2 separate regions of the Sus scrofa genome follow, and region 2 is linked to region 1. The links are chromatin contacts, called in public Hi-C maps. All regions are on one chromosome and are shown on one strand. The core of a region is the stretch at or near the end of the contact, and the rest is flanking DNA. Distances in the headings are between cores, read along the strand shown. Region 1 holds the start of METTL21A (protein N-lysine methyltransferase METTL21A). Region 2 has its middle 42 kb from the start of PLEKHM3.

The links. Hi-C and Micro-C count contacts between places; a contact is called where the count stands out from the background.
Region 2: a Hi-C map of retroperitoneal adipose tissue shows a contact between it and region 1, with 2.2 times the contacts expected there. The contact joins the enhancer-like site here to the promoter of METTL21A in region 1. A contact is called at or near these places in 12 of 47 Hi-C or Micro-C datasets (alveolar macrophages, embryonic fibroblasts, epiblast stem cells and 8 more).

The regions. Positions count from the first base shown.
Region 1 is chr15:110,787,195-110,792,749 of Sscrofa11.1, forward strand. It overlaps METTL21A (protein N-lysine methyltransferase METTL21A), which reads right to left and starts at 2,272. Exons shown (of 4, transcript XM_003133611.4): 1 at 2,010-2,272; 2 at 1,191-1,370. The coding sequence starts at 1,337.
Region 2 is chr15:111,225,332-111,230,844 of Sscrofa11.1, forward strand. No RefSeq gene overlaps it. Among named protein-coding and RNA genes, the nearest start is that of PLEKHM3, 42 kb to the left of the region's middle. Within about 2 kb of position 3,855, at least 10 of the 83 cell types and tissues checked have an H3K27ac peak or open chromatin away from gene starts, as enhancers often do. A contact at or near this core is called in embryonic fibroblasts, where this site is marked.

The DNA.
Region 1 (5,555 bases), core at 1,022-3,521:
GTGAGGCCAGGGATAGAATCTACATCCTCATGGATGCTAGTCAGATACTGAGCCACGATAGAAATTCCCAGCAATTTCTCCTCTTGATGAGAATGTAGGAGGCTCAGCTACTCCTCACTTTCATGTATCTTTATTACTCATCCTAGGAACACTCTGCATGTAGTTACCCTGGACTTGCTTCTACAAGTAGTATTACTGGACTAGGCTATGTCAAGATTTTTATTACTAAATGTTTCTCTAACATCCCTAATACAATGTTAAAATGTAAAATTGTATCTACGCCAATCATTTATCCAACATTCCATGTGCTCCCCCTTAATCCCAGGTGAGGTGCTAGAAGCTGAGGACAAGGTTCTGTCACATGCCACTGACAGAACAGTGCTGGGAGAGGAAAAAGAAGCAATTATGGTATAATTGTTTGATCCTTACAACTATGGAAAACTTCAAGAAAACACATGCTCGTCACTTTCGGCTTCGTTACTTTACAATATTCTTTGTGCAACGTTAAACTTAATGTGAAACCTAAATGAATGAGTGTCCCAAACAGGGTCTCCAGCTTTCTTTTCAGTCTTCCTTCTTCCCAATGGGTAAATTGCTGGCAAGTCACTTCGTTTCTCTCAGCTTTCTTTATTCACCCTTAAAACACAATCTATTTGGTGGTAAGGGAACAGGGAATTGATTCTAATAGTTTTTTTTGTTTTGTTTTGTTTTTTTGTCTTTTTGCCTTTTCTTGGGCCGCTCCTGTGGCATATGGAGGTTCCTGGGCTAGGGTTCGAATTGGAGCTGTAGCCATCAGCCCATGCCAAAGCCACAGCAACACAGGATCTGAGCCGCGTCTGCAACCTACACCACAGCTCACAGCAATGCCAGATCTTTAACCCACTGAGCAAGGCCAGGGATCGAACCCTCAACCTCATGGTTCCTAGTCAGATTTGTTAACCACTGTGCCACTACAGGAACTCCTAGAAATTTTTTTGAAGGGAGTGGGATGATGAAATGTTTTCAATTGAGTGTGGCGACAGTTGGGCCACTCCGTGGATTTACTTAAGAAAAAAAAAAACAAAAACCAAACTACTTTAAATAGATGAAATGTACGGTATAGAATTATATCCCAATAAAACTATTATTAAAAAAAAATAAAGACCAGTCTTATAATCAGTTGCTGGAGGCTCCCCCCGGGGGTTACTTACCGCGTCCCAAACCACGGCAGCGACTCCCAGCTGCTTCCAGTCCTGCTGGATCTGGATCCTGTGGTTTGCAAAGGAGAAGGTGGCAAGAGGCTTGTGGAATCTCTGCAGCCCCATTCCTGCGGTCTCCTCATAGGGCACCAGGGCCATCTCGTCCGAGCCCAGCTCCCTGCTCCCTCAAAGCTGTGGAGCAAAAGAATTCTGCGTGATGCTTCTAGCCAGAAAAAGTATTATTACCTCTTAAGTAGCTACAATTGCTTTCTTAAGGTCATTTTACGAGTTCAAAATAATTAACACTCGAGGAAAGAAGCCTTTGTCTCATTCCTTTTACATGGCTCTTCTGGGAAGTGAGATATCGCTCTGAGTTCGTGCTGTAGCCGCTCGACGAATTCGCAGCTGAGCGAAGAGTGAGCAAAGTAGAGGTGACAGCCCAGGACTGCGGAGAAAGTAGCGCTTTCTAAACTGCCGGGGCCCGTGTAGACTGCAGCTGCAAGCCGCTGCGTTGGGCAGGGCATTATATTGTTGTTTCTTTCTTGGTCTTCCTTGCTCTCTCTAAATCGTTGCGTTCAAGAGCGACCCCACAGACGTCTGAACTTAAATGAAGGGTTAACGGTAAGATTATCCCGCTTTACGACACCAGCCGGCTATACACGCTCAACGCAGTTACATTTCTTGCACTGGAAGTGAAAGACGCTAGTGGATTCCGAGTCGCTTTCAGCGAGCGAGACCCCGGGTCCAGGATAGATTGGGGCACCGCGGCTCGGAGACCTCCTCATAGTCTTGACCCCCGCCCGCCCCACTGAAGGTCCGACAGGTACGTACGTCCTTCCCGCGGGCCCCAAAGCTGCGGGAACCGGCGGGATCGGGCCGGGAGCTACGGATCCCCAGACGCGCGGGCTTCCTGCCCCATCTCGGGAGCGCCCGCGGCCTCCCTGCCGAAGGCCGAAGGCGCGCTCAGCGTCCCAAGAGCCGGGCGGGCTACACACCCCGGCCGGCAGCGCAGCCTCCCCTCTACCTACGGCTCCCGAGGCGGCGCCGGGTTGGTGCGCGCGTTGCTCTCCCCGCCCCGAGGTCGGCGGCGGAAATGACCCGCGCGCGGAGGTGGGCAGCCCGCGCTGGGGCCACGCGTTTCCGGCTCCCCGCCTTCCCAGCTCCCCGCCTTCCCAGGACAAGTGCTGGCTGGGGGCGGGCCCTCCCCCGCGTGGGTCCCCAGGGGATTGCGGCCAAGTCAGTTTCCCGGGGGGCCCGGGAGAGCGAGGTGCAGAGCCGCGGGCGGGAGCGCCGAAGGCGTGGGTACCGTGGCGACCGGGGAGTGGGAGGCCGCCCACCTGGTGCTGGGGCCGCTTATCTATGCGCTCGTTTTGGCGCGCGCGTCTTTTTGTGTGTGTTTCTTAAACGTGTGTGTTTGCCTGTTTTTAGTTTTAAGGGTGGCTAGTTAGCGGGTGTAGGAGAAAATTCGCTCCAAAGAATACGTGGTCACCCATCCGTCCTTGTATTAGCAAAGTGAGGTTCGAATTGGTGCAATCCGGCGCTCCGTGGCGGTAGAGTGGGAAACGTGACAAAGCCCTTCTCAACTAGAGAGCAAAAGCCGAGCGGGGCGCCCGGTGTAGACCGGAGGTCCAGGTCTTCCTTCCTCCCCGGACAGAAAGTTAGCGCCCCTGGCTTGGGAACGAACACCCGTTCTCCAGACGAAAGTTGCTGAGAGTGTGGCACCTGGCCGCAGGCCCTTGGGAAGCGCTCAGCTTGAAGTGAGCACCCAAGAATGTGACGGCGGCAGGGGCCGCATCCTTCTCTCCGAAAGATTCTTTCTCTTCTCGGATCTGGACTCCCAGCCGCCGTGACCCCCCCGCCGCCGCACTCTCAGGAGAGGGCGATTTTCAGCTCTCCCTGCACGTTGGAATAAACCGGAGCGCTTTTCATCTCCGCAGACCAGGACTCTGCCAGGGGAAAGTTTCAGCTGGTGTGCGGTGGGACCCGAGCCTTGGCATTTTTTTTTAGAGCTTTCCTGGTGATTGCGCCCCGCGGCCACTGGTTAGAAGCTTGAGCCAGACCTAAACCACCCCCTCTCCTCGCATCCCGCAGGGGGCGTGCCGGGCTCTGTCCACATTTCCTTTTCCTTCCTGGAGGAGGGAGGCGTGGGTGGGGCCCTGGGACTGCAAAGTTGATTTGAACGGAACTTTGAAGGTCACTGGTGAAGGTCTTTTACTCTTTTTTTTTTCTTTAGCTTTGCTTCTTTATTATTAATTTTTTATGTGATTGAGTTTATTTTTGAGAGCAATGTTTTTTATTTTATAATGATTTTTATTTTTTCATTATAGCTGGTTTACAGTGTTTTGTCCATTTTCTACTGTACAGCAAGGTGACCCACTCACACATACATGTATACATTCTATTTTTGAGGGCAATTTTAAGTTCACAGTAACGTTGGCAAGATTTCCCACACACTCTCTGTTCCATGCATAGCCTCCCTCATTATCAACATCTCCCGCTAGGATGGTACATTTGCTCCAACTGATAAACCTACACTGACACATCATTGTCACCCAAAGACCACAGTTTATGCATTAGAGTTCACTGTTGGTGTTATATATGTTGTGAGCGTGGACAAATGTAGAAGATGTGTATCCACCATTATAATATCATACGGAGTAGTTAGTTGTACTTCCTAAAAAATCCTCTGTCCTCTACACATCAACTTTGGCAACCACAGATTTTTTTTTTTTTAAACTATCCATAGTTTTCCTTTTTCCAGAACGTCATATAGTTGGAATGGTTCAGTACGTAGCCTTTTCAGATTGGCTCTCTTCACTTAGTGTGCGTTTAAGATTCCTCCATGTCTTTTTTTTATTGTTTGCTCTTTCTTTTTAGTGCTAAATGACAAACATTCCAGTGTAGTACAGTTTATCCATCTATCCTTTAAGGGACATCCTGGTTGCTTCCAGGTTTTGGCAGTTATGAGTAAAGCTGCTATAAACATTCCTGGGCTTTTCAGTGGATGTAAGTTTCTAGGTCCTTTGGGGAGATATCAAGGAGCATCATCCTTGAGTCACCGAAAGAGTGTGTTTAGTTCTATAAGAAACTGCCAAACTGTTTCGAAGTGACTGTACTCTTTTGCAATCCCACCAGAAACGAGAGTTCCTGTTGCTCACATCCTTACCAGCATTTGGTGGTGTCAGTGTTTTGAATTTTGGCCATTCTGATGGGCTTTTAGTGGTATCCTTGTTGTTTTAATTTGTAATTTCCTAGTGGCATGTGTTTAGTTCTATAAGAAACTGCCAAACTGTTTCGAAGTGACTGTACTCTTTAGCAATCCCACCAGAAACGAGAGTTCCTGTTGCTCACATCCTTACCAGCATTTGGTGGTGTCATCGTTTTGAATTTTGGCCATTCTGATGGGCTTTTAGTGGTATCTCCTTGTTGTTTTAATCTGTAATTCCCTAGTGACATATGATGTGGAGCATGTTTTTTCCCCAGTTTTATTGAGATATAATTGACATGTAATGTCATATTAGTTTATGGTATACGACATTATTACCAGATATATGTAAATACTGCAAAATGATTACCATAGTAAATTTAGTTGACATCATCACTTCACTTAGTTTTTTTCCCCCTGTGATGAGAATTTTTTTTTTTTTTTTTTGGACATTCCTGGGCCAGGGATTGAATCCAGTCTGCATCTGGAACCTACAGTGAAGCTGCAGCAATGCTGGATGCTTTAACCCACTGCACTGGGCCAGGAGGAGATCCACCTGAGCCACTGTAGTCGGATTCTTTTTTTTTTTCTTTATTAGGGCTGCATTGAGGCACATGGAAGTTCCCAGGCTAGGGGTCAAATCGGAGTTACAGCTGACAGCCTATGCCACACCCACAACAATGCAGGATCCGAGCCGCATCTGCAACCTACACCACAGCTCACAGCAATGCTGGATCCCCCTCATGGATACTAGTTGGATTTGTTTCCTCTGTGCCACAATGGGAGCACCTGCTGTCAGATTCTTAACTCCCTGCACCGCAGTGGAAACTCCCTTGTGAAGACAACTTTTAAGGTCTACTCTCCTAGTAAATTTCAAATACATAAAAGCACTGTTAACTACAGTTACCATTCTGAACATTACATCCTCAGAACTTACCCACAAAAAGAAGTATGGATCACTTTTGATCACCTACACCCTCCCACCCTCTGCCTCTGACAACCACCCCCTGTTCTCTTTTTCTGTGAGTTCATTCTTTTTAGATTCCACGTGAAAGTGAGATCATAGGGTATTTTGTCTGACTTACTTCAGTCAGCATAATGCCCTCAAAGTCATCCATGTTGTTGAAAATGACACAATTTCCTTTTTAATGACTTAATAATATTCCAGTGTG
Region 2 (5,513 bases), core at 2,605-5,104, 440 kb after region 1:
CTGAGCTAGGCCAGGGATTGAACCGGCATCCTCATGGATCCCAGTGGGGTTCGTTTCCGCCGCGTCACATGGGAACTCCCCAATGAACCTATGTTGAACCATCGATTGAATGACTGTGAGGCCAGCATAGCAGGTCTCAACCTGTGTCCAATCCCACATCAACTTAAGCCTTCTCAGTATCCTTCCCAGTCAATTTTCCCAAAACAGGTGTCAGCAATACCTCTCACCTGCAGGCACTGCCCTTCTAATCGTTAAGCCAACAAGGAAGCTGGCAAACTGAGAAGTTAGGAAGCTTGATTACTCAGGAGCCAATGTGTGTTCCAGCCAGTGTTCTCAGGAGCAATAGCCATGAACTAAATCCCAGATTTCCAACGGACCTCAGGCTACCTCTGCTCACAAGCTGCCCATCCCTGTAATGAGAGTTACATTTTGCTTAGCTGCCCTCACTTCTTGTCTGAGCTGCCCATTGGGACAGAAGCCCAGATTGGAGCAGCAGACGTGAGGGTGTGGGTTCCTGGCACCTGGCTGAGTTCTCAGTGTCCATCTTCAAGGCTCCCATCATCCATCCTTTCTTTTCTTTCTTTCTTTCTTTCTTTCTTTCTTTCTTTCTTTCTTTCTTTCTTTCTTTCTTTCTTTCTTTCTTTCTTTCTTTCTTTCTTTTCTTTCTTTCTTTCTTTCTTTCTTTCTTTTTCTCTTTCTTTCTTTCTTTCTCTCTCTCTTTCTTTCCTTCCTTCCTTCTTTCTTCCTCTCTCTCTCTCTGTCTCTTTCTTTCTTGCCACCCCACAGTATATAGAGTTTCAGGGATCAGATCTGAGCTGCAGTTGCTACCTACACTGTAGCTGCAACAATGCAAGATCCTTTAACCCACTGCACCCACTGTGCTGGCCGGGGATGGAACCTGTGCCTGGATGCTGCAGAGACCCTGAGGATCCTATTGTGCTACAGAAGGAATTCCCCATCATCCCTTTTATTGACATAGCATCAGGCACTGCTAGGAAAGGTCTGCCTCCATCGCTTGTCTGGTTTCCTTGAGCACCAGTGAGGACCTGTGCTTCTCTCTGGAACTTGGGGTGAAGGCAATAAAGCCTCTCTTGGAGTGGGGAGCACTTCTCTGCTCCTGTTCTAGCGATGTGCCACCTCCAGCCAGAGCTCTCAGGCTGCCTTCCAGAGTCTCAGCTCTCTCCCTGTGTCTTCTGAGCCTCCACTTCCAAGTTGATATTTTCAATTTCATTTTCTTTTTTGTTCTTGTCTTTTTATGACTGCACCTGTGGCATATGGAGGTTCCCAGGCTAGACATTGAATCAGAGCTGCAGCTTCTGGCTTACACCATAGCTCACAGCAATGCCAGATGCTTAACCCACTGAGCGAGGCCAGGGATCGAACCTGCGTCCTCACGGATACTAGTCAGGTTCATTACCACTGAGCCACAACAGGAACTCTATTTTCTGTCTTCTAAAGGTAGCTTTTGGGTACCTAGTCCTTCATGTAACTATCTTAGTAAACCTGCCCATCTATTAAAAAAAAAAAAAAAAAAAAAGAAACCAAAAAAATCCCTCTTGTTTCCAACTTAAGAGAATGAATAATAAACACATTCTACCCGTATGGGTTTTCAGTTCTGGACTGATGAACTTTTTTTCTTTTTTAAAAAAAGTTCATCAGGGAGACTCTCTGTCTCCATATTACAGAGGGGTCTGTGGCCACCCTCCCAGACTTGAGCCAGTCCCGTCCCTTCTTCTAAAGCGGTAAAGTGCCCCAAAGCCCTCTTTACCAATAGGATGCTTGATCCAAGCACCATCCTGCACTAACTTTTCCTTTCTGATCAGAAGCCCAGAGGGACAAGTTTCCTCTGCTCCCCCACAGGAATGCTGGAAAGCATCCTTAGGCGTTCGGGGGATGGTTCCACCGATAGATGTTTTTTGGTGTGTTTATGGGAGGAGATGAGCTCCATGTCCTTCCAGTCTGCCATCGTGACCTCCCTCCTGCAAAGCAGAGTTAATGTTTCCTGACAGAGAAGTCAACATCCCGGGATATTGCTGCACTTTCCATGCTTTCATTCTCTTCCCTTGTTTAACTTGTACAAAGCATCTTCTTAATTTTTTAATTTTTTGTCTTTTTAGGGCTGCACCCAAGGCACATGGGAGTTCCCAGGCTAGGAACTGAATTGGAGCTACAAGCTGCCAGCCTACGCCACAGCCACAGCAATGTGAGATCCGTGCGGCATCTGCGAACTACACCACAGCTCCTGGCAACACTGGATCCTTAACCCACTGAGTGGGGCTGGGCATTGAACCCACATTCTCATGGCTACCGTTCTGCCACCACAGGAACTCCCAAGCCATCTTTTGGGAGGAGCCTGACAGTGAGTTATGATATCCTGCCCTAGATCCGTGGTGGTTTATCAAACCCATGTCTCCCCAGATGAAGATAGGCTTGTCACAGAGGGCACACCACTATAGGTTGAGGTCTACAAATGCATTGCAAGAATGTCCCTTGGAAGCAGGGACCCCACAGTCACACTGTCCTTTATGATCTTGCTGGTGACCCTGTCTAAAACGATGGACCTTTTCTAAAATGACAACATCCTGGAGCTCGCTGGCGACTCAAGGCCAAGGATCTGGTGTCGTTACTCCTGTGGCTTGGGTTGCTGCTGTGGCACAGGTTTGATCCCTAGCCCAGGAACTTCTACATGCCACAGGCACAGCCAAAAAAATAAATAAAATGACAACATCCAATCTCGTTTCATGAGTGTTACAGGCCTGAACTACTCCCACACATCTCTTGCTTTTGAATTTCAAAGATCCTTCTTTCCCCTATTTCCAATCCTCTAGGTGGGGTGCTTTTCCTGCCTCCCCACCTGCCTCTTAAGTTCTCATTTGGGACAAGATTTTGACCTTCAGGTAAATTATTGCTAGAAATGGCATGTCCGGGAACTAGTATACAGTTGACCCTTGACCAACACAGATGTGAAGTGTTCAAGTCCACTACGACCTTGATTTTTTTCAATAAACAGTTGGCCATCTGCATTGGTGGGTTTTGCACCATCGGGGCATCCAGTTTCAACCCGCAGTTGATTGAATCTACGGATGCCAAACCCACCAATGCAAACGGCCAACTGTACTAGCCATTTTATAGGAGGGATCTGAGCATCTGGGCATTTTGGTCCCCTGGGGGCTCCTATAACCCATCCCCTTCAGATGCTGAGGGTCCATTGCACTGTACATGTTTCTGACCTCCCACCCCCCAAGCTTCCTTTTTCTTCTGCTTTTTTTCTTTTTAGGGTCACACCCACAGTATATGGAGGTTCCAAGGCTAGGGGTCGATTCGGAGCTACAGCTGCCAGCCTATGCCACAGCCACCGCAACACCAGTTCCGAGCCTTCTGTGACCTACAATGCAGCTTGCAGCAATGCTAGATCCTTAACCCACTGAGTGAGGACGGGGGTCAAACCCCACATCCTCAAGGACACTATAACAGGTTCTTAACCCGCTGAGCCACAACGGGTACTCTCCAATCTTCCTTTTTCAAAGTATGTCCTCCTGCAGGGAGGCTGTATAACCTAGTGGCGAAATGCCAGCATTCCGGAGTCAGAGAAACCTGGTTTTAAATTCGGGCTCTGCTCTTTCTATCTGTATATGGCACTGGATTAATCATTTAACTGTTCTGAACTTGTATCCTTGTTAAATGCAGATACGGCCAGGACCTAACTCACAGGGTTGTTGTAAAAAGATTGGAACAAGCAAAGGGATGTGACGTGATTGGCACTGTGCCTGCCGCACTGGAAACACTATAAATGCTGTCAGTTATTATTGGCCTCATGGCAGAAAGAAACATCTCAAAGCAGCAGGACAGGCTTCCAACCCTGTTGTCCTTTCAGCAGCTGCTTGATCCCTGTTCACTGAAGTGTGAGTTATATTACACGGTGCCAACAAGTCCGCTTTCCCTGTCTGGATCTGTATTCCAGATGTGCAAAGAATTTCAGTATTTTCCTATCAGAAGGCCTCAGCAGAGAATCATCTGAACAGTGCCAATTAGGTCTTATCTCTAAAATTATAATGTGTATTATACCTCTTAGGGAATTTGGGGGTTTGCTTCCGAGCCAACGGATATTAAAACTGATAGCTGCAATGAGGAAGTGGCTAGTCACCATGTCACAGTATTAAAAAGCTTCCTGGGAGGTAGCAGTTACAATGAAACCTCGCTAGCCCAGGACAAGCTGGGCTGGAGCTGTTGCAACAGTTCCAGCTTTTGTTACACGAGGATTGGTCCCTGAGTCTCTCTTTTTAATTTTTCTTTTTTTTTTTTTTTTAGTATTTTCTTATTTCCTGGTACCATGAGATGTTCCAGACTTTATTTTCATAATCTCTAAACACAGCTAGATTGATCTGAGACATTTTAAGACCAGTGGGCTGAGGATAAGCGTATGTGTCTATAGACACCGAGAGAGGAATAGAGGAATAGTGGAAGGCAGCCAACAAGGTGCGGCATAGCTGTCCCTTTCTTCTAAGAGAGAGTCATCCATTTAAAAAACCATGTATATACAATGGTAAGAAAAAATGTGAAGGCGATAAAAAAAGAGTTGGTTGAGAAATCCTAAGCAAATTGGTGGTGAGCTTGAAGGTGAAGCAAGGGAAATATTTGAACAAGGATGTGGAATCTATCTTAGTCATGAATTCAAAGTTTCCTCAGTTAAAAATGGATCTGTCGGAGGCTCAGAGATGAAAGAAGAAGACATAGCTCTGGGCCAAGACACAGTGCAAATGCTGGGTTCAGCGCTCAGAAGGGCCAGAGTGGTTCTGGTGAAGACAGATCAACGTACTCACTCCCAGCTTCTGCAGGCTTCGCTGCTAATGCTCGCCCTGGAATCTTCCGAAGGCTGCCCCTCACTCACACGTAAGGAGAGTCCAAAGGCTCTGGGAGTTTTGGGTCTCCCTTCCCCCATGACCAATGGCAAAGGTGGGTCCTCCAGATCCTCAGCCTCCAGGCTGGAGAAACTTGGAGGGAGGCTCCATGCTCCAGGGCTCTCCAAAGGATCCCGCTGAGTTGGCTTTTTCTTCCTTCTCTTGCTTTCCTAACTCCCTCACTTTTCCTCCTGGGGCTATTTCCCCATAAATCACCTTTTCCTGAATCCTTGGTCTGGAGGACCCTGACCTGAGACTCTTGATCGCACAAGATACACTTGAGATTCAAACTCAGGCAGTCTAATTGCCGTCACATTTCAGAGTTCAAACCCTTCTGCTATATCGGTCATGTTGGTATGACGATTCTGTTTCAACTTCTTTTCCCTAGCATTCTGTTAGAAATTTTACCGGAAGAATTTCAAAGCAGAATCTTTGATACCTGGCATCAAAGTGGTGGCAATTCAACGTCTTTGCTAGTGATGGATGAAGCTGCCGTAGGAGCTTCTCAAGTACTCTGACAAGTGTCTTGGGCTTCTTCCTCAATACCCCACAGCCTTGTAGACATACATGTATCTGCCAGGCCTCTGAGACAATTATTTCAAAAATGCTTTTGGA